7 separate regions of the Mus musculus genome follow, and all the other regions are linked to region 3. The links are chromatin contacts, called in public HiChIP or PLAC-seq, Micro-C and promoter capture Hi-C maps. All regions are on one chromosome and are shown on one strand. The core of a region is the stretch at or near the end of the contact, and the rest is flanking DNA. Distances in the headings are between cores, read along the strand shown. Region 1 holds the start of Lmf2 (lipase maturation factor 2). Region 2 holds the start of Chkb (choline kinase beta). Region 3 holds the start of Zbed4 (zinc finger, BED type containing 4). Region 4 holds the start of Mapk8ip2 (mitogen-activated protein kinase 8 interacting protein 2). Region 5 holds the start of Arsa (arylsulfatase A). Region 6 holds the start of Shank3 (SH3 and multiple ankyrin repeat domains 3). Region 7 holds the start of Sco2 (SCO2 cytochrome c oxidase assembly protein).

Region 1 (3,650 bases), core at 330-2,829, 600 kb before region 3:
GTAAACTTGGTGTGAGACATGAGGCCTTATCACATCTCTTAATTTTCACCTTTAGTTAAACAGTGAAACACTACCAAAATAGAGGACTAGAATTTGAACCACAACCCAAAAGCTCCACTTTAAATAACATCCAAGAGCTCGAGTAACATCCCAGCACATGCCAAGGGAGTGGCTAGAACAAACAAATCTGGGACAGCTCACAAGGAAGATCGGTATGGGTGTATCCCACCACATGGAGTTGAAAACTTGTATTTAAAAAAAAAAAAAATCACACAAGTAAGATTTTCTATTTTTAAGGGAAAGAAGACTCCACCCCAAGAAGCTCGACACTTAAGAAAGAAAACAGAAGCAGTCAAATAGAAATCCTAAGAGCACTGTTTCAAAAAGGAAGCTGTCAGACCGAGAAATCTCCCCAACAGGGCACTTCGAGCGTCTCTTTTATTTTTAAATACGAAGACCACTACAGTTCGAGTTGAGACCTGTAACTATTCAGTAGTGGGATCCGATTGTGTTGAGCCAAAGTGTGAACGTGCAGAAACGGAGCAGACAGTGACTGAATAGACCTGAACTTAAAAAAAAACAAAACGGAGGAATGGAATGCTGATAGGCTAGATTACGGCGAGGGGCTGGGCCACCAACAGGATGGGGGAGGGGGCGGATCCTTCTGGACAAAACTGGTTCAAATTAAGAGCCTGGGGTATGGGTGCGTCGCACTGCGGGAAGATCGTGTGGGCGGGGCTTGAGGTCTAAGATACAAAATCCCTTTTCCTTCGGGAACCAGATCTCTCTCCATTACTGTAAGAGTCCTGGTATGGTAGGGTTGATTGGTAGTTGCAAATAATCGGGAGACTGGGACAGAAGACTTCGGGTTTAAGACCTGCCTTGGCGCCTGGCTCAAGAAGAAAAACAGGTTCCAAAAAAAAGCTCGGTGGTAGAGTGCCTGCCAAACCTGTCCAAAGCCCCAGGTTAAATCCGCCCCCAAAAGGGGAAAACAAAAAGTTTGCTTCTTAATGTATTGTATTCCCCCAAAGAAAACGGAAATAATGTACTTGTTGGAGAAAAATGATTATCATCCAACCAAATCGACTTCACAGCTCGCTAACCGACAGAGGCCTGAAAAGGACAGCTCCGGGAGAATCTAGCTGAAAGTTTCGAGAGGCAGGCTGGATTTTGAAGGGGGGTGAGGAAAGAAACAAGACTGCGGATGACACACCAGACGGCTACAGACCCGGAGGCGGGGGGTGGCAATGCAGCCTGAGCGCCCAGGCCGATGCCATTCCCCCGCCGCCCTCACCTCCTCCAGATACTCGCCCAGCTGTGCCGCCACGTCCACCTCCCAGTTCTTAGTGAGATCCCGGATGGGCTGCAAGAGGTGAGCAAAGCGCACCTCCACATCCTCCATGTCTAGAACGGGACTAGAAGCCCGGAACCATGGCTCAACCCGCTACTGGTTCTGGCGCCATTTTGGTGCTCCCGCCCCGGAAGTACGTAGCCAGGGCACTGCGCGCACACGTATGACGTCAGGCGGGCCCAGTTTCGAAGAAGTAAAGAAGCGGGCCCGACGGGGGCGGGGCCTACACCGGGGGCGGGGCTCCGTGTCTAGGGGGGGGGCCTGGAGGAGCGGAGGAGACTAAGTTTCTAGGTGGTTAGCGGTGAGTTCTTTGGCACTGGGTGGAGCTCAGTGACCCGACCGGACTGACGGATTCCGGCTGCGGCGTGGGCCAGAGGCCGGGCTGGGGGCAGCTAGGAGACTAGAGGGCACTACTTCGGCAAGACCGCGTAGCGGACATGGCGAGCTCCCGGGTCCCACAGCAGCTTTTCCTACAGGGTGTGGCCGCTGTCTACTTGTTCGCCTTTGCGTCCCTCTACACCCAGATCCCAGGTGAGGGCGCGGAGGGGTTGAATCGTCACACGTGGACGTGGTAGCATCCCTTCCTTCACTGCCCTCTGAGGCGGGTGTAAAGTCCAGGCCTCTCTCTGCGCGGGATTAAGGGGTGGTAGTTTGCGGGCAACAAAAGTGGAGGAAAAAGAAGCACAAGGGTCGATTTCCCTTAACTATTAGTAGTCTCATCTAGGCTTAGGGAAAAACCCCGAGGGGAGTGGGTGGCAGATTTCTACCTGGACTCTGTGGGCAGGTAAGAGAGGGATGCGCTCTAATTGACAGAAGGTGCTGACCCAGAATCAGGTCTTCTGAACCTGGTGTTGGGGGTCAACAATTTCCAACGTGAGAGAGAGAGACCATCTGGTAGACAGAGCAAGCCCTGCCTGGGATGGGAACATCTGCAAGCACAACCTGGAGTTGGGGGTTTGGGACATCTGCATGCCAGGAGCTGGTGGTGGAGCATCTCCGGGGCCTAAGTTCATGTGCATGTTAGACTGGGAAGATGTCTAAGACTTGGCCCTGACATACCCTCCCACAGGCCTCTATGGCCCAGAGGGCATCCTTCCTGCTCGAAGAACACTGCGGCCCCAAGGCAAGGGCCTGTGGCAGCAGCTGTGGGAAACACCAACGCTGCTGTGGGAGGCACCAAGACTGGGGCTGGATACTGCCCAAGGTCTGGATTTACTGACCTTATTGGGCACCGTGCTAGCCCTGGGCGCCCTGCTCCTGAACTCTCTGAGACACCCCTTCGTCTACCTGCTGCTCTGGGTTGCATACCGATCAGCCTACCAGGCAAGTGAGACACTTAAAACTTCAGCCTTCATCTAACCCACCCTCTCTCTCTGCCTCACCTGATGCAGCAGACACACAGTGGCTCCCTGACCACTTCTCTCCCTACAGGTGGGCCAAGTGTTCCTTTATTTCCAGTGGTGAGTGATTCCGGGGGCCCAATCTGCCTGAGGCCACTGGGCAGGGTTGTTTGCCTCTCCTGGGAGGACCCTGGGAGGTTCCTATTAAGCAACCTAAATAGGAAATTTAGGATATTTCCCTCCCTATAGGGATTCCCTGCTGCTGGAGACTGGCTTCCTAGCTATACTGGTAGCCCCGCTGAGGGGGCCTTCCAAACACAAGATTCTCCAGGGTAGATTAGCAGGAGCCTTACCCCATGAAGACCTCCCATTCTGGCTCGTGCGCTGGCTGCTGTTTCGACTCATGTTCGCCTCTGGTGTGGTCAAGTTGACCAGCCGCTGCCCTACGTGGTGGGGACTCACTGGTGAGGGCCCGGGGCCTGAAGCTGGGATGGTCTAGAGGCTCTTAACCAGCCCTGACCTCCACTCGCTTCCTGCAGCTCTGACCTACCACTATGAGACTCAGTGCCTGCCCACACCCGCTGCCTGGTTTGCTCACCATCTGCCGGTCTGGCTACACAAGCTCAGCGTGGTAGCCACCTTCCTCATCGAGATCGCAGTGCCACCCCTGTTCTTTGCTCCTATTCGCCGCCTACGACTTACTGCCTTCTACGCTCAGGTAGGTAGAAGAGAGTGTGGCCTTTACCACTGGCTGGTGAGGCTTGCTGGGGCGGGAGTGGTCGGGTGATGGGTGCTGTGGGGGGAAGCATCGCAGGCAGAAGGATGTGTTAGCCAGTCTAGGTGTATACTGTCACGTGAGGCTGTGGCCTTTGGGAAAGTGTCGTCTTTAGGTCTGCGGGAGCCCAAGAGCATCCTCTCCATAGCTCTGACTGCATGTCTTCCTCTCAGGCATTATTGCA
Region 2 (3,467 bases), core at 638-3,137, 680 kb before region 3:
ACTGTCGCCAAATCTTTCACCAATCCCTACATTCAGCCAACCTCACGGGGTCATGCATGTCCCACAGGCTAAGAAGCTGACCTCTAGTAAGTCACAAAGGACAAGCTATGCCAACCCAGGCCTGACTTCCTGATAGGAGTAGTTATGTTAAAAAAAAAAAAAAAAGGCTGGAAAGATATGGTCTGGTCAGTCAGATAGCAGAATCAAGGCCACTTTCACCTAGAACCTCGGCCCAGAAAACAGAGCTTAGAACTCTTTCCCAGGCTCAAAAGCTAGCCAAAATAAAAAATAAAAACACCACCTAACATTTCCAGGCTGGTCCAGAGTTTTAACATTGCAACATAAAACAATGTTACCACCTACAAAGTTCATTCTCCACAAAGTTCACGGTCCAAAGTATTAAGGAAGTTAAAATACCCACCTGCACGTTTATCTGTCTGTGTCCTGACCCTGTACTCCTCTGCTTCTCCAGTGCTGGGATTAAAGGGGAGATAGCCTACATCTTTAAGCCAGCTCCCACAGCCTGGAGCAGGGGATGCCTCTCTCCAGCTCTCAGTGGGCCATGTAGGAAAACTGCTCATGGTTTTGACAATTCTAAAAAATTTTGTTTTGAAGTCAATTTTCTCTCTCTCTTTTTTTTTTAGGAGATCGGTCTGGAAACACCTCAGCTGTCTGCTTCACAGATTGCTCTTAAGGCTGCTCTCTGATTGGCTCCTCTGCTGCCACCCCATTAATTCTCTTACCACCTTTCTTCTCTCACTATGTAGCCTGGCTGGCCTGGAACCCAGTATATAGACTAGACTGTCCTCAGATTCACAGGTAATTAACCACCGATTTCAGTTTCCTGAATGCTTCCCCCGCGTTCTTATACACACACACACACACACACACACACACACACACCCCGCACCCGCACAATGAACTCTCTTCCCTTTTTTTTTTTTTAAGATTTATTTATTATATGTAAGTACACTGTAGCTGTCTTCAGACGCACCAGAAGAGGGCGTCAGATCTCATTACGGGTGGTTGTGAGCCATCATGTGGTTGCTGGGATTTGAACTCAGGACCTTCGGAAGAACAGTCAGTGCTCTTAACCACTGAGCCATCTCGCCAGCCCCCACTCCCTAGGCTTTCTAAAAAAGAATTATTTATTTTTTATGTGTATGAGTACACTGTGGCTATTTTCAGACACACCAGAAGAGGGCATCGGATCCCATTACATACAGACTGTTGTGAGCCACCACATGGTTGGCGGGAATTGAACTCAGGACCTCTGGAAGAGGGATCAGTGCTCTTAACCGCTTAGCCACCTCTTCAGCCCCATCCCTAGACTTTAAAGGAAAGTCTTTTCTTAACTCTAAGGTCTCATGTTCAATTCTCCCTCCCCTACACCGAAACTCGTAGCTTTGAGGCCCTTTCATTCTAATAAACCTCATCCTTCAGATGAATTATGGATTGTGTAAGCTTCCTTTCTAAGCTGACCATTAACGTCTCCCTCTTCCCGATATTTAACAGGAGAGAGACACACTCTCTCGAGAAAGAAAAATACTTTAAGTTATTGTGTTGGGTCACATTAATGGCGCTCATGCGGTCTATGCAGCGCTGGACACGCCGGACTGATTCTTATTACGCCTTCCAGCATCACATATACACCTGCTGCCTTGTGGAAAGGGGAATCGTTAGAACCTACGTTTTCATTCTTCCATTCACTTACCCCAACTGTCACCACAGGCTCGGCTAATCTACTCCCTAGTAGAGTGTCTCACACAGCAGCTGTTATAAAGGAGCCGCAAACTACCATCGTCCATTCATTGGCCAGAGCCTGGCTCGTAAGCTTTGCGGAGCTACTGTCCAACCGCCCACGGCGCTCGGGATTGGCCTACGTCACTTCCTTGGTTCCGGACACAGTCCACGCAGTAACTTGTTTTTGCAGAGACTGATAGGCGGATCGGGCGTGGCCCGAGCGCGCCCCACTCAGGGAAAGCTGCCGTCCCTCTTTGCCTTTGAGCGCCGCAGCCCTGAGAATCGCATCTGGCTTGGAAACGGTCCCAGGACTGGAGCCACCAAGAAAGCCGAAGGCAGTCGCGAAGAGCCGAGGACGCCCAGAGACTCTGCGGCTTCCGGGAAGCGGAACCGAGCCTACCCGGAAGGAGCCAACCTCACCTGAGGCTCGCTGAGCACCGGCAGGCGTTAAACCTAACGGAGCCCACGTCATGGCGGCAGACGGGACAGGGGTAGTCGGAGGAGGGGCTGTCGGCGGCGGCCTGCCCAAGGACGGTTTGCAGGATGCTAAGTGCCCAGAGCCAATCCCCAATCGGCGGCGCGCTTCCTCGCTGTCCCGTGACGCGCAGCGCCGAGCCTATCAGTGGTGCCGGGAGTACCTGGGCGGGGCCTGGCGCCGAGCGCGGCCGGAGGAGCTGAGCGTTTGTCCCGTGAGGTCAGGGGTCAGCCCTGGGGACCCTGGGGACACTCCCAGTTCGGTCGCCGTCAGTGCTACGCGGGGGGGTGGGGGGTGGGGGCAGGTCTGCAGCCTGCTGTGCTGGGGGGCGGGGTCCCCCTTCGGGACTTGGGAGGTCCTCTCGGGAAGGGTGTCTAGAGTGGGTCCCACCAATCGGGGGGACGACCCTTGCTGAGCCTGACCTGTGTGGATCTGCAGCGGAGGCCTCAGCAACCTGCTCTTCCGATGCTCACTACCGAACCACGTACCCAGTGTGGGCGGGGAGCCCCGGGAGGTGCTGCTACGACTCTACGGGGCCATCCTGCAGGTGAGGGAAAAGAAGGATCGTAACTTGGGAGTTCGGACATCTGGAGCAAGTGGTGCAGAAAGTGGTGTCTTATTTGTGTAGCTGAATATGCTGAAGCTCAAGAATTCTCAGTCAGTAAGAGCAGAAGTCCAAGCTATTGTAGATGAAGCCGATTTGGGCCAGTACCCACGTACCTCTGGCTTTTTCTGACATGAGCCCCTTTGCCATACATCTTTTATCAGGGTGTAGACTCCTTGGTATTAGAAAGCGTGATGTTCGCCATTCTCGCAGAGCGGTCTCTAGGGCCCCAGCTTTACGGAGTGTTTCCAGAGGGCCGCTTGGAACAGTACCTCCCAGTAAGAGCCCAGTTTTTGTTGTTTTTACCCCAAGTCTTTACCCTTCCCAAAGTCTGCCTTCACATCCCAGGTAGGGAAATTTCCCTAAGACCTTGATCTCCTCCCATCCCGTATCCCTTCCCCCTCCCGCCCCAGCCCCCTCACCACCCTGATAGGTTACTGGGTACAGAGCCGGCCGTTGAAAACTCAAGAGCTCCGGGACCCAGTGTTGTCGGGAGCCATTGCAACGAGGATGGCCCGTTTCCATGGTATGGAGATGCCCTTCACTAAGGAGCCCCGATGGTTGTTTGGGACCATGGAGCGGTGAGTCCAGTTTGGGATCCGTGCATCTAAAACTGAACCTCTAGTTGAGTGGATAGATACCCCA
Region 3 (3,487 bases), core at 932-3,431:
ACAAGTCATGGAGGAACACTGCTTACTGGCTTGCTTTTTTTATATCATTAAGGATCAACTGCCTAGGGGTGGCATAATAGCCCCTTGGCTGGACTTGCCTACATTGATCATTAATAAAAAATAAACAAAATAAAAAATAAATAACAGAGCCGGGCGTGGTGGCGCACGCCTTTAATCCCAGCACTCGGGAGGCAGAGGCAGGCGGATTTCTGAGTTCGAGGCCAGCCTTGTCTACATAGTGAGTTCCAGGACACAAAGAACTACATACAGAGAAACCCTGTCTCAAAAACAAACAAAGAAACAAAAGATTTCCTCTTCACAGGAGCTGGAGAAATGGCTCAGAGGTTCAGAGCACTGACTGCTCTTACAGAAGACAGGGGTTCAATTCCCAGCACCCACATGACAGCTTACAATTGTCTGTAACTTCAATCTCTGATATCCCCACACAGACACAAATGCAGGCAAAATACCAACACACATAAAATATATTATTTAGAAAAAAAAAATCCCTCTTCTGGGGCTACAGAGATGGCCCCACAGTTAAGAGCACTGGCGCTCTTTCAAAGTACTTGGGTTCAACTCCCAGCACCCACATAGCAGCTCACAGCTATCTATAATTTCAGTTCCAGGAGGATCTGACATCCTCACACAGACAGACATGCAAGCAGAACACCAAAGCACACCCAATTAGTAAATAATTTTCAAAAATTATTTTGAAGAAGAAAAACGGAGTCCCTCTTCTGGGGCTAGAGAGATGGCTCCTCTTGAGATGATTAAGAACAGTTCCAGAGGGCCTGGGTTCAATTCCATTCAGTCACAGGCAGCTTACAACCGAAACTGTAACTCTAGTTATAGGGGATTCAACATTCCCTCAGAGACATACTTGTAGGTGAAACACCAATGAACATTAAAAATAAGAGATTAAAAAAAGTTCCCTCTTCCAAAATATGTCTAGGTTTGTGTAAATTGATGAAAACCTATCAGCACACTGAGACTTTGAAACTTCCTAAAGATTCAAAAAAATTTTTAACTAGATCTTCTCATGAAAATAAAAGCCACACAAAAAGTCTATATAAAAATTTATATAGAAAAAAGTTTATATAGATTACAGAAAGCATGCACCAATGTCTTCATGCACAAGCCACTCCCTCAGGGTGTAGAGCCAAACTTGTAGCTTCTCAATTCTGCTTAGCATGGAATTAATTCGTGCCTTGCAACTACGTTTATTCAGAGTACTAAAAAAAAAAAAAAAAAAAAAAAAACTCAAAACTAAAATTTCCCTGGTCTTATTAATTTTTATCACCACGATATAAAGGGGAAAATTTCTTTCTTCCTACCAAGTCACAAGAATGTACTTGCCTTGGCTGACTGGCTTTACGAAGCCAGAAGGCACAAGTGTCCTTTTAAAAACTACACTTAATCTTATCCTAATTAACTTCAAAAACAAATGACTTCCCTTTTTACAAACGCCAGAACCGCGACAGCCGCTCCTCCTGAGGCTCGGCGCTGCAGGGACTTGAAAAGACGCGCTGGAGCCTCGTGAGAACCTCCAGACGGAGAGCGAGGACCCGCAGCCATCCCGGGCAGAAGCGAGTGGGTCGCACCAAAAAGGACAAAAGGAACAAAAAATGACGGCAGGTACTGCGACCGTGAAGACGCTACGGAGCCAAAGCGTTGAGTTAAGTTTCGTTAAGCCTCCGCGGTCAGACCCAGACGCACACGCTTCAAGCTAGGCAGGCACCAAGAAGCGTGACACCGACCCGTGTCACCGCCGTGCCGCCTGCCTGCGCCCCTTCCTGGACACGCGCGCCCACCGGCACCGGCTTGGGGGACGCCACGACGTGGCGGGAGCCCGGCACCTGACGAAAGGTCCCACGGGGCGTCCCGCGGTCGCTCCCCTCCGCGGCCTGGGCCCGCCCGCGGCGCGAGGCGCAGCTGTCAGAGGCCGGGCCGGGCTGGGCCGGGCCGGGCGCAGTCTCGGGACACAGCCTCCACCCGGCCCGCCGCGCACGGACAATGGCGCGGTTCCCCAACCCCTGCGCGGCGCCGGCCGTCGAAGACGCCACTGGAGCGTCCCGCGCGCACTCACCTGAGGCGCCGGCTCCGCGCTGCGCTGCGCGGGCCCGCGGGCTGCGAACAGCGCGACGGGCGCGCCCATTCATTAGCCGCTTTGTCTGCCCCCGCCGCCCCTCCCGCCGCCCCAGCCCCGCCGCCCGCGACGCCGCCGGACGCTGCGCCCCTCCCAGGGCCCCGCGCGGGTCGGGGGCGGGGCCCGGGGCGGGGCTGTCGTGCGCAAGCGCAGTCCGTGCGCACCTGCCCCGCCTTGGGGGGGGATGCCTAGAGTACGGCTGGATGGGCCCCGGCTAGGCAAACGGGGCGGAGCTACGAAGACTACGCAGGCGCAGTTTCCCCTCGCCCCATCTCCGGAGGTCAGGTTACTCCGGCGCAGTCTCACACACACGAGGTCTGGTCGCTGGCCTCCTCCGTCAAACTACGCAAGCGCGGTCTGGCGCACCTGCCCTGTCGGGCGTTCGGTCCGAAGACTACGCAGGCGCAGTCGCCACGGCGGTTGGTTGGAATTGCTGCGCGTTTGAGAAGCGCGCGTTCTCAGTGGTTTCTTCTTAGGGCTTGGCCGTTAGGGTGGTCCTGCGCTCTCAACGGCTGGCCGCGGAGCTTCCGGGCTTGTGGTCAAGGCGGGCGCCTTCTCCGGGGGCGTTGCGCGCAACCACTTTCAGTAGCCCTTGGGTGGAGGCTAGACACAGCAGGTGCTAGCTGCTCAGGGCCTGGGGCCATGTTTGGGTAAAAGAAATAAGGAGCTGAACATTGAACGCCCCAGTTCAGATGCCTGTGCGGACCATGTAATTTCTGCAGGTGGAATTTATCCCAGAGGTCCTTCTCTGATGACACTTTAGACCACAGCTTGTTCTCTTATGCGGGAGTTCTGTCCTACGCCCATCTCCTGTTCTGCGTGTTTAGGAGTTTCCTTCTGTGATTGAGGTGGTGGTGGTGCGGTCGGGGGAGGCGTCGAGTGCTGATGTCACACCTTGCTTACCCTGATTCACCATCACTGGTCAATGGACATGGTTTGGGATTCTGTGTCTTTAAGTTCAAGGGAAGGTGGTTGGGCTGCCAGTGCACTGCTGGTGGAAGTCATCATTGGTGTGGAACCCTGAGCCTGGCTTCTGTCTTCTTCGCCTTCCATTCAGGGAAGCTGATGTTTGTGGTGGAGGTGGTGGCTCCATATGAGACTCAATGGGGAACAGCAGAAAGACCTGGGTGGAGGTCCTCAGCTAGCAGGTTCCCGTAGGGTACAGAAGTTTTTTCCCAGTAACCTTCCTCTCCTTGTTATGCCCCTCGTACCCTACACCCCAGAGGAAAGAGAACATCTGCCTTCATGAAGGATTTCCGAAGCCCCAGGAGAACTGTTGAGACATGGGTTCTTGAGCTATAGAGCTAAGGGGTAGCGCCTAGAACAAGTAAAGTAGCT
Region 4 (3,673 bases), core at 789-3,288, 700 kb before region 3:
AACCTCGGGGTTCTGTGACTTAAAATTTCCTCTGGGAAGTTTTCCTGGTTCCCTCCGTCTGGACTGGATTCCCGTCCCCATCATCACACTCTGTGTCCAGTTGGAACGGGGCCACTGGCATACTAGTGATCACTATCTCTCACTTATATTCACCCTCCCGCCCCCTCCCTCCTTCCCCCCCTAAACTGAGAGTTGGTGGGGTGGGGCTGCTATCTGGCTCTGCTCAATGCCTGTAAAGCACCCCCCCCCCCACTTGACACATGGCATTTCCTCAAAACAAGCAGAAATGGAAACATATAGACAGAAGGGCTGAAAGGGAAAGATTTTAAAGGGAGATGAGCTAGAGAGGCCACAGAGGTTGAGTTTTGGGAGAAAATGGAGGGTTTAGAGCTTTGTGGGGAGTGATCTAAAGAAGGAGCACCCAGGCACACCTCCTCTTGTGGCACTATGCTGGGTAGATCTGCCAAATAAGAGCCTCTGAAGGGCCTACGGCGTGTTAGGAAAGAAGACTGGCACCAAGGGGCCATCAGCAAGAGCAGAGGATTTTTTGCACAGCAGCTGAACTCAAGACTCCCTAAACCCACAAGCATGCTAGGGAGGCTGAGCCTGTGTGAACCTCCTCCATACTCAGACCCTACACACCCAGCCCCTTTCCCCACCTTCTCACAGTGGTCCGAGTCGTAGCTAAGGCCCAGGCCACAGTCGTCCGTGATCTCAGACAGGTCTTCATCATCAAATTCTTCCAGGCTTATGTCCTGGGGAGGCCTGAAGAGGAGGCCAGGGTCAGAAGGCCACCTGACCTAGGCTCCTGGCCTGAGAGCTGATCCTGAGGACATTGGTGGGAAAGGTCCAGCTCCCAGGGCCCCCAGCTCCCATGCTAAAGCCGTGTCGTTTTTTGACCCCAGGCACTGCTCTCCCCTGGGTCCCCTCCTCCACCACAGGGAATGAGCCCAGAGGAGGCATCCCTCCACAAACCCCTCCCACTCCTTTTCAGCTCAGCTCCCAGCCCCTGTGGGTCACAGCTTCAGCCTCAGGGGAGATACCTTGAACCAACGGGGGGGGGGGGGGGGAGGGGGGGGAGCTGCGACAACAGGAGAGGGAGGGGTCCAGCTGTTCCCCATCCACTCCTACACAGAAACAGGCCTACATCCAAACATCCAGCCCCTCCAATCCCAACTTCCCCATCTCACCCCCAGAGCTTCAAGCTTGATTTCACTCTCTGCCGTCCTGGGGGGAGGGGGGGTTGGGAGGGAAGAGGGCTAGGGGCAAGGCCCTAGCCTTTATGGAAGGAGGCATAACAAGGCCAAAAGGACACTGGCAGGAACAGACTAGGTGCTGAACACCCTGCCTAAAATCCCTCAAAGGGTCAATCGAGAGACCGCACCCTTGCTAGGTCATCGGTCCTGGCTGGGTGCGGTTCGGTATCCCAACAAGAAAAGTGAATGTGTATCTCTGTGTGGGGGTGGGAAAGGGGGGGGGTTGCCATTGGGTCTGCGCGACAAGGAGCAAACACCGAAGGACCCGGAGCCCAGGGTGGGGGATGGGAGCATCAGTCAGAGGCCTGCAAACCAAGGAGGCGCCCTGGCCTGGGTAGTTGAAGTCGATGGGGTGGAGTGGCAGGCCGAAGAGACCTACGTGAAGATGAGACCCGCCGAATGCGTACCTGCAGCCGGGAGGCGACAGCGAGTGAAAGGTGGAGAGAGAAAACATCTCCGCGCGATCCGCCATCTTCCCTGGAACCGCCGGCCGGCAGCGAGGGGGAGGGGTGAGGAGCACCGCGCGCCCTTGGTGCTCAGGCTCGCGGCCTCTGTCTCCCCACTCACCTCGTGACACGCCCTGCGACACCCGTCGGCGACACACCTCAGCGCCCTGCCAGGACACCGCGGCAGCAAGCCGCGCCGCAGGGGTGAGGGGAGGGAGTGGCGCAGGGCGGGGCCTGAGGTGGGGGCGGAGGAATGGGGGTCGAGCCGAGAAAGGATGCGGGATGCGAGGTGGTGGTGGTAGCGGTGGTGGTGAGATTCTGGTCGGGAGAGCTGGCGGGCGGCTTGCGTGGTCCTAGCGTGGAATAGGCGAGAAGGGATAGGTGGAAGCAGAGACACGCTGGTAGACCAAAGGTTTCTGCAGGAGCCGAGAGAGGTGCGGGGGAAATGGGTGCGGTAGACCCAGGAGCCAGGACCAACGCGGCCCGGGAATGCGCGCCTCTGGTTACAGCGGTGTGCAGTGCTCCTGGGAGGTGGACTGCTCGTGGAGGGGTGATGGGCGAGGACTTAGGAACAGCGTTCATGCCCCGGCAAATTCGAAAAGCAGAGTTGGTCAGGAACCCACCAGACCTCCTAACCCACCAGACCTCCTAATCCACCAGACCTCCTAACCCACCCAGACCTCCTAACCCGCGCTAGACCTACTAACCCGCTAGACTTCCTAACGGGTGGCAGAGGGAGCTGTCCACCCGAGGGTGCTGATCAGAGCTCGTCGGAGCTGTTCTCCACTGGGTGCTGATGAGGTCAAAAGAAACTTCTCCTTAAGATTTGCTGACTCCAGCTATTATCCTGACAGTGCTAATGGAACCGGGACAGTGACTCTGTCTCAAAGGATGTGAAGAGGTCTGGAATCAGAGTCCAGCATTCAGAAGCCAACATTGAACTTTCTCTGTGTGGTACAGACTTGAAGATCCTGGGCAGAGATAGTGGTGGACACTAGAAGTTGAGGCTATGTTCATCAACTGAGCAGCTGTTTCTTGGGGCCACCTATGCTCTTGGCTCTGTTTTGAGTATGGAAAACCTCCAAGTTGAGGCATAGGCTTACTAAGAAGTTCTGTGTAGAGAGGCAGGGCAGAAATGGAGCCAATTGTGAAGTGAGGCAGAAGATCAAAGTAGTGATGGACAAGCTAGAGAAGAAGGGGTAGGGAGCCTCACACTGGAATTAAGTTTTGAAGGAAGAAAGAGACACTAGAGTGTTACGGCTGGAAATCACAGAGCAGAAGGGACTCAGATAGTCAGGTGAGACACCCTGCTCAACCAGTTTCTTAATTTCTGAATTGCCAACGAGTGTGACTTCTCCAGGCTTTCTCGGAATTCACTGGAATTGTACAACCCTGAACTCATCTCAGACTATAACCCCACACAAGCCTCTCTCTTATCAAATGATCACACCCAGATTCCAAAAGCATAGACAACCCCGGGAGGGGTTACCTCCCACTTCTCCTGTGGGGTTTCTCGTTGGCTCCAAGAGCACAGATTCTCCAGACTTAAGATCTAAGAGTGGTTACCCATCTTCATTTAGCCACCAACGTTCCGAACATGAGGCAATTATTCAATGCACCAGAACTCAGTTTCTCCATCTGAATAAAGGTCCTGTGACACACATAAACCCCGGGCACAGTGATTTATTAACAATCACTTAACATCTATCCTTCTAAATGCACAGTCGGGCATAGTGGCTCCTGTCTTTAATCCTGGCATGCAGAAAGCAGAAGCAAGTGGTTCTCTGTAAGCTTAGACTACATAGTGAGTTCAAGGCCAGCCAGGGCTGCAGAGTGAACACACACACACACACACACACACACACACACAGAGAGAGAGAGAGAGAGAGAAATGATGTATGAGAGGGTAGCAGTGACTCGCATACCTTTCTTACCGGAGCAGACTTTGAGAGAGCCTCCTGACCGGCTGGC
Region 5 (3,363 bases), core at 374-2,873, 730 kb before region 3:
CTGTAACTGTCTTCAGACACATCAGAAAAGGGCATCAGATTTCATTATGGACAGTTGTGAGACACCACGTGGTTGCTGGGATTTGAACTCAGGACCTCTGGAAGAGCAGTCAGTGCTGTTAACCACTGAGCCATCTCTCTAGCCCTATTTTCATTTTCCTATAATGCTATAAACTACAATCATAGTAGGTCTTGCATGTGGAAACTCGTTATCTGCCCAGCAAGATGTCATTCACAGGTCAGCTGATGACCAGAGGTTATTGTTGTGTCATCTGACCGTAACTCTTCTTCCTCTGAGCATATGTGTGAAGGGGTGTCTCAGGGTTCCCCTTCCTTTAGAGATTATGACAAAGCCTGGCCCCTGATCATAACTCAACTGAAAACTTGCCTTCAGCAGACCCCCAAACCCCACATGGTCAACCAGGTAGGACTCCATCAGGTCTGTTTTTGCCTAAGATATTTGCTCTTCTGTTAGAACTACCCTGTTGGTCCTGATCAGCACTGTACATCTCAACGCCTATACATAACCATGATGAGAGGCAGTAGGGTAGGGAAGGTGGAGGCCTGATACGTCCTAGGTCCCCACATAAACTGATGCAAGAACAGCCACAGTACTCTACTCAGGCCACTGTTGCAACTCAATCACCCCATCTTACCCCCATGCAGAGGCCTCTCCTATCCCTTTGCAAGCAAGGTACAGAAATAAGAGACCTGCCTCCCAAGGCAAGGCTCCTTTCTCAACTGTGGGTGTTTGTCCAAAATTAGCAAGGCCCCAGGCATCATCTGAAGCCACTTCCTGAACCAACCCTAGCAGGCTACTTCCAATTGGGGCTCTGTGGGAAAAAAAAGGGGGGGTGGGGGTGGGAGAGAGTTCACATCTCTAAAGACAGGTTGGCCTTCAGTGCTCAGCTTTGAACAGAGCTGGCGGCAGGCAGATACCTCTTTCCAAGTTTTCCACAGCTCTAGGTCAGAGCTGAGCCCAAGCAACCTTCACGTGTACACACACCTGAGTCCCCCAAGAACCCAGGGGAAACGTACCTCGATTTGCATAACATCGCAACCCCACTCGGGCTCTCCAGAGAATAATGCGCAGGTCCTGGGGTAGTTCCCCAGCTAGCAACGGAAAGAAAGTGCTTCTGGTTGATTCCTTTCAAATTACAATTCACAGTGGCCACCAGCTGGGAGAGATCCAAATACAGTTTCAAAGATTTCTGGGCCACAGAAGAGCTTTCTGTCCTGACTCTAAATAGAAGGACTACCGGCAACCCCCACCCGTGCACAAGTCCAGAAACCGTGCTGGAATGTGACACTAAGAGAGCCACTAACTGAAGATTGCTCCCCCCCCCCCGCCCCCAGCCACCCCCCACTTCACATGAGGTGTGCAGTAGCCTCAGTCAGACCCAGCTCCTTCCTGTGCCATCTCTGGGGTCTCTGCAGTTTCGAACTTTCCTCCTGCAGTTTCTTGCAGATTTCATCGGGAGAATTCCAGATGCCCAGAGAGCCAGGCTTCAGTGAAAAAAAAAAAAATCAATAAATCAATGACCAGTTTACTCGTCATTCTGAACCACCCTCATTCTGCTTGCCAGAGGGCACCTTCAACTCAGTGTCACGTGTTGTCTGCTCCTGACCTGAGCCTGTGTTAGACCACTGGGTGATCCTGAGTCTGATCCGCTACTGTAGTCGGGAGGCCCTTCCAGAACCCTGTTTATCTCCCCCCTGGCTCCAGCGTCTTCCTTCCTGGGTGCGCAGGTCGTGACCATCTTGACGCCAGAGGTCTTAGAGTGCCACTCTGTCTTGGAGAGGAATCAAAGCCAAGAATCTGGACAAATGACTTCCCTAGGAACAGCCACCTGCAAGGAAATACCCTGGAAGAGACTTGCTCCGGAAAAGTGACTCAGGTCAGGGGCTTTTGGGGGCGGGGAGATCTGGGAAGTCCAGTTACCACAGGGACCTTTAGATGTTAAAGTACACTAAGAACCCACCCTTCCACCCTCTGAGGGATATATCTGTTAGTCTCCCTTAACAGTTAAAACTGATAAGAAAAAAAGGTTATATTCAATAATGTATAAATGAAGAGTTAGAAACAAGTCATGTTGTCTTCCCATTAGTTCAATACTAATGTGCCCTAAGCTATACCACACAGGAACCCAGCAACCCTTCTCAAACACCAGACTCACAGACACACATCCCAGCTCTAACACCACAGATACACACACACACACACACACACACACACACACACACACACTCAACCTTAAACACCAGTTACGCGTGTAGAAGGGAAAGGATTTTTTTAAATAATTTGATACATTGTGTTTCACAAAATTCACCAAAGGTGGTTGTGAGCAAAAAGCCAGCAGCCAATCAGATTTGTCTTCCTGGTTTGTTGCAGTCAGACTCCATGGTTTTTGCCTCTTTGCTCAGTCAGAAGGGGGATGCTGATGTTTTTTCAACAAGGATCCCTCAAGTATCTCATCAGAGGAAATGAGACAAACAGCCCACCATTCGCCAGAGGAACTCCAGACACGCATTTAAGAGCGACACAGCAGGAGAGCCAGATAGCTGTAGTGCTGCACTGCTAGGCAGTCCTGAGCCTAGCGCGCAGGAGCAAAGAACGTAAGGTTACCAAGCCCAGCACGGGACACCCCAACCGGCGCAGATAAGGATCGGGAGCACGCGAGCAATCTCCAGCCTCACCCTATCCCGCCCCGGTCCCAGGTCCGCAGCAGCCCCACCCGGAAGGTTCCCATAGGCACACAAACCCGCTTGGCTCGGCTCCCCAGCTCCGCCTCGCCCGGTCCCAGCTCCACCTAGCCCCGACTCTGTACCGCCCAGTCCCAGAGCCCGCCCCTTCTGGGTCAGCCAATTGTCACGTGACCGCGGGCGTATCCGAGACTGCCTGAGATCGACGCTGTCTACCACCAGTTCCTCCTCAATTTCGAACCGCCCTTGTCCCATGGCGCTGGAGCCTCCCGGGTCAATGTGAAGTGACTTCTGCTCCTGATCCCAAGCCTGTGCTGGCACCTCTGGGTGAACAGGGTCAGATCCCCGCTCGTGACGTTAATGAAGCCCTGGTCCTTTAGGGGCTCTGTGGAGTTACACCCCAGGCCACCCCCTTCCGAGTTCTGACAGATTCGCTGGAGCTTCAGAGAGTGGACCTACAGACAGAAGGATTATTTGGGTCTGGCGGCTCAGGGGAGGAGGAGGGCTCGGGACTGGGGCCTCAGGTAGGGGCTGGCCTGGGCGCTCAAGGAACGAGCCTGCTGGAATCGCTCTGCCTTCCCTACCAAGGGACTGAGGACACAGGCCCATCTGTATCTCTGTCATGGCCCTGGGGACCCTCTTTTTGGCATTGGCTGCAGGC
Region 6 (3,668 bases), core at 341-2,840, 750 kb before region 3:
CAGAGAAGTACTTGGCCAACTAATGGCCTGGTGGGCCCACAGCTCAAGTCAGCTTCATTTCCACCACTGGGACCTGGAAAACTCTACTGCTCTCCCAAGATCTGAAACTAAGCTTCTCCTAGACACTTCCACTCCAAGTAGAAATAACCCAATTCCTGGTGGAAATTCCATGAGGGTCAGACCAACTTTGACCTTGGTGTATACACACACACACACACACACACACACACAGGACGAGCCCTTCCTATTGAGACTAGGTCTCCGTCCCTATGGAATGGCACTCAAATCACCTTTATATGTCACAAATGGTGTTAATATTATTTTGGGCTAACCTCAGAAGACATGGGAGTGAGTGGCAAGAGGAGGCAAATGTGCACACAAGTGACACTGTTCGCACCACATGACCCCTAACGCACTCACTCTTAAACCGCTCGCACCACACACACGCCCCGAGTGCAGTGCATGTGTGGCATGCATGTGCTCATTGTGTGCTGTCCAGATTGCTCGCTGCAAGCGCTCTACACACGGCGCTCACACTGTTTCTCCATGCTTAAGCTGCAACACACCACTTACCACACAGGCAGCTTGCACTTCACCCTGCCCACTGCACTCGAGGTGTACCCACCTCGGTCTCTCAGCACACTGCTCAGGCTGCACACAGCCCCCCACCGCGCCTGTCGCCAACTCCTCCCGGCCTGCCCTTCTACTGCTCCAGCCACGGAGCTCAAAGATCACACCCTGAGCGCTCCATTCCACCCCCACCCCAGTCGGCCCAGCACCTCCAGATAGGGCAGGGGCGTGTCCAGGTTAGGCGGGTAGTCCTGTAAGAGCCGCTCTTCATCCAGGAACTTGCCGGCGCGACCCCGGGAGGGAGGCTGGAATAGCCCGTAGTTGAGCGCGTCTTGAAGGCTATGATTGAGGGCGCAGAGCACACGCTGCTTGGCGGCCCACACGGGCGCGGTTGGGTCCAGACGCAGGCACTTCTGCAGCGGAGCGAGTCGTGAGCCCGGACCTGCGGGCGCAGGGCCCCGCGCCCCGGGCCCCGCTTTGGAGGGCTAGTTGGGGAGCGAGAGCAGGGACCCCGCGCCACCGCGCAGAGGCCGAGGCCCCGCCCCGGGGCTGGGCTTCCAGGGCCCCGCCCCGGCGATGGGGAGGGTCCCGCGGAGGCGGCGGGGGAGGGGCGAGTGGCCACGGCCGGGGGTCCTGGCGCAGGGCGCGCCCGGCGGGGGTCACCGCTAGCGGGCCACACAGGGGTACGGCGAGATCGCAAAGGCTCACCGTTTGTTGCAGGTCCGGGATGCCGACGCGCACGACCACGGCGCTGGCCCCGGGGCCGTCCATCCCGGTGCTAGCGCCCGGGCCCGGACTGTTCCCGGCGGAGAGAGGAGCGCACGGGGACTCCGCGCGGCGCCCTGGCCCCCCCTGACCCCCCGCAAGAGCCCCGCCGACCGCGCTACGCGGGAGGGGGCCGGGGGGGGCCGGGGCCGGGGCCAGCGCGGGGGACAGCGGCTCCGGGGGCTCCGCAGGCGCAGCGGCGGCGGCGACGGCGGCACGGTTTAGCTGCATCGGCCCCGGCTTCGAGCGGCGCCTGCCTTCCCCGGGGGCGGGGGCGGCGGGGGGAGGGGGCCCGAGCCCGGAGCGGAGCGGAGGCGGGGAGGGGGCCGCGCCGGAGGCGGGGATGGGAAGCCCGGGGCCGGGAAACTGGGGTCCCCCGCGGGGTCGGGGCGGCGTGGGCGTGTGGTGCAGAGGGCGGGGGCCGGGGGCCCGCGCCGAAGAGGGGGGGGGTTGGCTGTCGAGGGGGAGTGGCTGACACAGCGGGGGGATGGCACGCCGCGCTTCCGCTGCAGGCGAGCGTCGCAGACCACCGTACTGGGGTGACGGAGGGTTCTAGAGCTGGGTGGGGAACGCGTCGGGGCAAGAGGACCCACAGGCCGACTGAGAGGGAGAGACAAGCAGGAAAATTGGTGACCCGGGGTGGAAATCTCCCCAGTCTGCCGACCCCACTCCAGACCCCAAGGAGGTGGTGGGGTCACCCGAGCACGGTGCTGGGTGGGAGTCGGAGGGCTGCAAACCCCAGGCGCGAGCAGGGCGGAGCTGCAGTCCACGGGAGCTCCCCCCAGACCAACCCTTCTAACCGCGCCCAGGGTGTTCCTCTCGGCCCCCACCACAACCGAGTTTGGGGAGTCTGTCCGGACTCTGCGGGCCTCCCGCACCTTGGGTAGCCCAACCTTGCAGCTGGTCGCCCCCTCCCCGTCACCTTAGCGACAGCAGGCTGGGGGCGCGACCTACGAGGAAAGGCTTAGGGGAGGGGGCGCCACTAGTCTCCACCTGCGGCGGGGAACTGAATTTTAGTTTCACACGTTGTCGTGGCAACGCGGGAGGGGGTGACGAGTGGGCGGGGAGGGGAGCGCTGCGAGTGAACCAACTCAGGCGCCGCCCGCGTGGCGTGCCAGCCTTAGCCCGGCGCTGCCTCGGAAGTGCCCAACGCACGGGGGCCTAGCTCCCAAGGCCCAGAAAGGTGTAGCCCCTGAATGGATGAATTGCCCTACTCGGTAGTGTCTACTGCCTTCCACTGCACTCTCCCGCATACCTAGACTTACACCTCACCCCCTAAAGGCCCCAGAGAGCCACTCATCGGTGGCGGCACAAACTGGACAGCTTTTGTGGAGCAGCCTGGCCGGGAACTCTGCCAGTGGCAGAAAGCATCCCCTTAGCCACAGCCTCTCCTACCTTCTCCGTGAGCAACCCTGGATCGCCCACAAAACTGGCTATTCCTGCGCATCCCAGGAATAACCCTGGACTACCCTGGTCCTATACACGATAGAGCCTCCCCAGATCCCACCCCCTGACCACCTGGGTCACCTCAGAAATGCCCTCACCCCACACAGAACAGTGATTGGCTTAGACTGCCCCCCCCCAGAACAGCCTGCACTCCCCCACGGATCCTCCACTTTCCCAAAATGTTTCATGACTCCATATAGGGCTCTCTGACCAATCGCAACCACACAGCATTGTCCTCCATGGACCACCTGGCTCACTCCCACATCCCTACCCCTTGAGGGAGAGCCTTCTCCCTAAAGAACCTCCCTTAAAAAACCCGCTTACCCGGCAGAGCTGAGTCTCCAGTGCCTCTGTACGTCTGTTCCCTGCTACCCTCAAGCCTGGGTGGACCCCTCCGTGCTTGGGGAAGTGAAGCCCCAGTAGGCTCTGACCTCCAAGCCCCTCCCAAGGTGTGCCTGAGTGGTGCAACTTAGGGTACCCTAGGGCTTAGGGCAGGATGTCAGAGGAGCAGGAGAGGAAAGAGTCTCCCTTATCTCCAGGAAGCACCTTGGGAAGCTCGGGGCTGGGTTTCCTGTGTTCCAACCCAGAGAGGAAACTCTGCTTCCTGACCCTGGAGTCTCTAACATCTTCCTCCCTTGCCTCTTTCCTCTCCGCCTTGACCCCTGCCCCAACTCCCTCTGGCTAAACCCAGTCCCTCCCATCAAAATCTCCACCCATCTTTTATTTCCAGCTCCCCTTTCCCCTAAACTAGCTGCCTGCTGGTGGAAAATGATGGCTAGAGATCACCAGTGATAAGACAGGAGTGGAGGAATCCCATGTCCTCAATCAGGCAGCTGGCCAGCCTTGGGCACTCTGTAGACATGTCCTTGACCTGAATGGACCCAGAG
Region 7 (3,449 bases), core at 349-2,848, 620 kb before region 3:
ACTAACTGATCAATGATCTGGGTTGAGGGAGTCACTGGCCCGAATCACAGGATGATCAATGGACAGGTTATTTATCTGGGTCACTAATGAGAGAGAACATTGACTATTCAAAAGGTCATTGGTTGTAAATAGGCCTGGAGTCATCGAGAGAACTTTGATCGGGATCGTTACTTGGGAACAGGGAGAAGCCACTGATTAGCTGGTACGCATTAATGTGTCTGTCATAACTAATCGGGATCCTTGGTAGGTTAGCCATCAGAACCATACTGACTCTCGCTGGCCATGTTTTGAACTTCTGTTGGGTCAGTGGTCAGGGCCAGTGGGTGGGTCCGTCCCTAGAAGTTAATGAAGGTGTCTGAGCAGATGCTGCACATCCTTGAGGAAGTCGGCTGCTGCATTGTCGGCCAGAGTGCAAAGCTGGTTCCTGCTGATGGGATCCTGTATGCTGCACGAGATGTGACAGCCACTGTGGACAGTGTCCCACTCATTACAGGTGACCTGAAACGGGGTACCCTGACTGACAGACAGTCCGCTAGGCACTGCCGCTTTTCTCAGAGAGGCAACTCTTCCTGTGCCCAAGTATACCCTGGGATGATGTTTCTGGTCTTCGCAGCTTCAATCCTCAGTAAGAAGGCCGTGGAGGGACTGTCCACTCTGGTGGTAGATGTTAAGTTTGGGGGAGCTGCAGTCTTCCCAGACCAGGAGAAGGCCCGAGAACTGGCAAAGATGTTGGTGAGCCGTGCTAGGCCACAGTGCCCTTTCTATGAAGGGACATGAGCCTCACATTCCGTCCTATCCCTGCCTCTGCCCACTCAACAGTCCTGGAAGAATAAAACGGCAATTCCTCTTTCCAGCCCTCCTACCCTATCCAATCAAAGCTGTCCTGACTGCGGACCTGGGGAAATCCTCCACAGAACCCCCGCCACTTAGGGCAACCAACCAGAACACCCCCATCCCCTCTGAGGCCTGGCAGTGTTGGTTTCTGATCTCTAACCTAAGCCTTTACTGACACCTTAACCCAGGGACAGCAGGTATGGGATTTGATAATGCCGGATACTGAATAATGCCTCCCCAGGTTAGAGTGGGAGTGAGCCTGGGGCTGAAGGTCGCCGCAGCCCTGACCGCCATGGATAACCCTCTGGGCCGCAGCGTGGGCCATACCCTGGAGGTGGAAGAAGCGTTGCTTTGCCTGGATGGTGCGGGGCCGCCGGATCTGCGGGACCTGGTCATTAGGCTAGGTGAGAGGGCTGGAGTTAAGACCACCAGTTTGTATGCCAGGAGCTCTCAATCCCTGCAGCTTCTGAGCTCCACCCCGCCCGCCAGCAGGAGGCGCCATTCTTTGGATTAGCGGACAGGCGGAAACACAAGACCAAGGCGCCGCCCGAGTGGCCGCGGCGTTGGATGACGGCTCCGCGCGGCGCCGCTTCCAGCTGATGCTTTCGGCGCAGGGCGTGGACCCCGGCCTAGCTAAAGCATTGTGCTCCGGGAGCCCCACGCAACGCCGGCAGCTGCTGCCTCACGCCCGAGAGCAAGAGGAGCTGCTCGCACCGGCAGACGGTGAGACCGGATATCAACGGCACCAGATCCCACCCACTTCCTCTCCCGATCTTTCCTGGTCCTGGCACGTGCCTCCAGTAGGTTCTCAGTGTCCACCCTCTCCCTTAGGCATTGTTGAGTGCGTCCGAGCGCTGCCGCTGGCCCGTGTGCTGCACGACCTCGGAGCCGGACGCAGCCGAGCGGGGCAGCCGATCAGACCGGGAGTGGGTGCCGAGGTACTGGTCGACGTGGGCCAGTGTTTGTCCCGAGGTAAGCGCTGTCTGGAATCCATAAACAACCCTTCCGGTCGCCCGCTGTGACCTAGGTAACCGCCTCTGTCGCTCGCGCAGGGACACCCTGGCTCCGCGTGCACCTAGACGGCCCTGCGCTCAGCAGTCAGCAGCGACGCACTCTCCAGGGGGCGCTCGTGCTATCAGATCGAGCACCCTTCAAGGTCCCTTCACCCTTCGCTGAACTTGTCCTCCCACCGACCATCGCACAGCCCTAAGTCTCGAACCCAGCTCAGCCAGGTGAGTTCAGTTGGGCAAGTCCTCCCCCAAGGGGTGGGACTGGGTGAGGACGCTGTTAACATGTGGCCTCATACTCTGCTGCTACTGCTTCATCTAGCTTATCACATGAGCTAGAGACCTTCTGAGGCCCAGAAAATGGACATATTGGGAATATTTGCCAGTCCCATCTTCTCGGACTGGTCCTAGCTCAGGGCTGATGGTGCCCTGGACGTATCCTCCATCTCATAAGAGATCCAGGTTGTAGCCACACGGGGGCAACATACTGGGGGAGCCCAGTAGGCTGGATGCCAGTGGCTCTAAATGCTAGTTGTAACAACCTTCCCTGGGGAGAGGGGGGGGGGGGAGGATGAAGGGAGATGGCAGGGCTGAGGGACTGCAGAGGGGCAGGGTACGGCATCCAGTTAAGTGCAGAGGAGTCTGCCTGCCCAGGAAGGTGAAGGTCAGACAGTTCAAGGCACAGTGGGCTGAGCTGTGTTACATTACAGAAAACAAGCTGGAGGCACTTGTTTTCTGCTGAGCCCCAGATTACCCTGAAGTGACCCTAAAGCTAGAAAGGATCACCTCTTAAAGGTGGTCAGCCAGAGGATCAACAGCCTCCCTATAAAGAACAATTTATTGTAAATAGACACATGCATCCCAGTGCCCAGGCAAAGCATATTCGCGGTGCTTCCAAGAATCCACAGGGAGGCTTGGCAGTTGTGGCGTGGGTTCTCCAGAGGTTGGGGTCATGAGGCTGAGACTCCCTGGTTAAAGACGTAGGTTAGAGCAAACCAGCTATGGACTTTTGGTGTTGCCTGGACTGCATGCAGCTTACGGCAGAGCAGTTCTGAGTTGAGACGAGCCGGTGCAGGCAGCTAGATAACCTGCTTGAATGTGGGGCAGATGCTTGTCCAGCAGCGGAGGCCTAGACATCTTGTCCATTCTTTTCTGACTTTTGCCACCTTTGTTCTTTTCCAGGAGCTTCAGGTCCACGATGCTACTGGCTCTAGGGCCCAAAGCTTGGCCCAAGCTCTCTCAGTTCAAACCCCTCCTCAGGATCTCAGGAGGTGAAACTCTGCATAGAAATTCCCGACACTGGGCAGGGCAGGGCCAGCGCCAAGGCCCTGGGCTAAGAACTAGACTGCTGATCACAGCCCTGTTTGGGGCTGGGCTAGGCTGGGCCTGGCTGGCCGCGAGGGCTGAGAAGGAACAGTGGCGCCAACAGCAGCGTACAGAGGCCCTGCGCCAGGCTGCTGTGGGCCAGGGTGACTTCAGCCTACTAGACCACAAAGGCCAGCCTCGATGCAAAGCCGACTTCCGAGGCCAGTGGGTGCTGATGTACTTCGGTTTTACTCACTGCCCTGATATTTGCCCCGATGAGCTGGAAAAGCTAGTGCAGGTGGT

The links. Hi-C and Micro-C count contacts between places; a contact is called where the count stands out from the background. HiChIP or PLAC-seq counts read pairs in DNA pulled down with a chosen protein or histone mark. Capture Hi-C pulls out chosen DNA fragments and counts their contacts.
Region 1: a promoter capture Hi-C map of liver shows a contact between it and region 3, with 2.6 times the contacts expected there. The contact joins the promoter of Lmf2 here to the promoter of Zbed4 in region 3. A contact is called at or near these places in 2 of 39 promoter capture datasets (the C10 cell line and embryonic stem cells), 6 of 115 datasets of contacts at active chromatin or transcription factors (the SCID.adh cell line, embryonic stem cells, epiblast stem cells and 1 more) and 3 of 9 other capture datasets (adipose tissue, liver and macrophages).
Region 2: a contact with region 3 is called in an H3K4me3 HiChIP or PLAC-seq map of bone marrow-derived macrophages, with 5 times the contacts expected there. The contact joins the promoter of Chkb here to the promoter of Zbed4 in region 3. A contact is called at or near these places in 8 of 39 promoter capture datasets (the C10 cell line, cranial neural crest, erythroid cells and 4 more), 1 of 484 Hi-C or Micro-C datasets (B cells), 7 of 115 datasets of contacts at active chromatin or transcription factors (bone marrow-derived macrophages, double positive thymocytes, epiblast stem cells and 3 more) and 3 of 9 other capture datasets (adipose tissue, liver and macrophages).
Region 4: a contact with region 3 is called in a promoter capture Hi-C map of adipose tissue. The contact joins the promoter of Mapk8ip2 here to the promoter of Zbed4 in region 3. A contact is called at or near these places in 3 of 39 promoter capture datasets (the 3T3-L1 cell line, 3T3-L1-derived adipocytes and pre-B cells) and 1 of 9 other capture datasets (adipose tissue).
Region 5: a contact with region 3 is called in a promoter capture Hi-C map of liver, with 4 times the contacts expected there. The contact joins the promoter of Arsa here to the promoter of Zbed4 in region 3. A contact is called at or near these places in 2 of 484 Hi-C or Micro-C datasets (CD4 T cells and CD8 T cells), 2 of 115 datasets of contacts at active chromatin or transcription factors (hepatocytes and pancreatic cancer cells) and 2 of 9 other capture datasets (adipose tissue and liver).
Region 6: a Micro-C map of embryonic stem cells shows a contact between it and region 3, with 6 times the contacts expected there. The contact joins the promoter of Shank3 here to the promoter of Zbed4 in region 3. A contact is called at or near these places in 1 of 39 promoter capture datasets (liver) and 1 of 484 Hi-C or Micro-C datasets (embryonic stem cells).
Region 7: a contact with region 3 is called in a FOXA1 HiChIP or PLAC-seq map of pancreatic cancer cells. The contact joins the promoter of Sco2 here to the promoter of Zbed4 in region 3. A contact is called at or near these places in 8 of 39 promoter capture datasets (the 3T3-L1 cell line, the C10 cell line, cranial neural crest and 3 more), 1 of 15 datasets of contacts at CTCF or cohesin (large pre-B cells), 4 of 115 datasets of contacts at active chromatin or transcription factors (effector CD8 T cells, memory CD8 T cells, pancreatic cancer cells and 1 more) and 1 of 9 other capture datasets (adipose tissue).

What each region holds. Positions count from the first base shown.
Region 1 is chr15:89,353,588-89,357,237 of GRCm38.p6, reverse strand. Lmf2 (lipase maturation factor 2) reads left to right here and starts at 1,579. Exons shown (of 14, transcript NM_178919.4): 1 at 1,579-1,882; 2 at 2,421-2,674; 3 at 2,783-2,811; 4 at 2,941-3,155; 5 at 3,231-3,409; 6 at 3,640-3,650. The coding sequence starts at 1,789. It overlaps Ncaph2 (non-SMC condensin II complex, subunit H2), which reads right to left and starts at 1,519. Exons shown (of 20, transcript NM_001115132.2): 1 at 1,295-1,519. The coding sequence starts at 1,402.
Region 2 is chr15:89,428,347-89,431,813 of GRCm38.p6, reverse strand. It overlaps Chkb (choline kinase beta), which reads left to right and starts at 1,887. Exons shown (of 11, transcript NM_007692.6): 1 at 1,887-2,437; 2 at 2,657-2,765; 3 at 2,987-3,100; 4 at 3,270-3,403. The coding sequence starts at 2,214. It overlaps Gm44502 (predicted readthrough transcript (NMD candidate), 44502), which reads left to right and starts at 1,887. Exons shown (of 27, transcript NR_004843.2): 1 at 1,887-2,437; 2 at 2,657-2,765; 3 at 2,987-3,403. C730034F03Rik (a long non-coding RNA gene) reads right to left here and starts at 1,799. Exons shown (of 4, transcript XR_875570.1): 1 at 1,715-1,799.
Region 3 is chr15:88,750,405-88,753,891 of GRCm38.p6, reverse strand. It overlaps Zbed4 (zinc finger, BED type containing 4), which reads right to left and starts at 2,181. Exons shown (of 3, transcript NM_181412.3): 1 at 2,090-2,181.
Region 4 is chr15:89,452,276-89,455,948 of GRCm38.p6, reverse strand. It overlaps Mapk8ip2 (mitogen-activated protein kinase 8 interacting protein 2), which reads right to left and starts at 2,038. Exons shown (of 12, transcript NM_021921.3): 1 at 1,664-2,038; 2 at 660-765. The coding sequence starts at 1,728.
Region 5 is chr15:89,475,684-89,479,046 of GRCm38.p6, reverse strand. Arsa (arylsulfatase A) reads left to right here and starts at 1,623. Exons shown (of 9, transcript NM_009713.4): 1 at 1,623-1,897; 2 at 2,392-3,363. The coding sequence starts at 3,325. C230037L18Rik (RIKEN cDNA C230037L18 gene) reads right to left here and starts at 2,795. Exons shown (of 5, transcript NR_077233.1): 1 at 2,762-2,795; 2 at 1,628-1,788; 3 at 1,400-1,505; 4 at 1,038-1,177.
Region 6 is chr15:89,497,530-89,501,197 of GRCm38.p6, reverse strand. It overlaps Shank3 (SH3 and multiple ankyrin repeat domains 3), which reads right to left and starts at 1,590. Exons shown (of 22, transcript NM_021423.4): 1 at 1,279-1,590; 2 at 780-983. The coding sequence starts at 1,566.
Region 7 is chr15:89,372,040-89,375,488 of GRCm38.p6, reverse strand. It overlaps Sco2 (SCO2 cytochrome c oxidase assembly protein), which reads left to right and starts at 1,598. Exons shown (of 3, transcript NM_001111288.2): 1 at 1,598-1,806; 2 at 1,887-2,066; 3 at 3,024-3,449. The coding sequence starts at 3,040. Ncaph2 (non-SMC condensin II complex, subunit H2) reads right to left here. Exons shown (of 20, transcript NM_001115132.2): 20 at 2,639-3,449. It overlaps Tymp (thymidine phosphorylase), which reads left to right. Exons shown (of 11, transcript NM_138302.2): 5 at 364-493; 6 at 614-732; 7 at 1,076-1,238; 8 at 1,327-1,557; 9 at 1,666-1,806; 10 at 1,887-2,066; 11 at 3,024-3,449. The coding sequence ends at 2,044.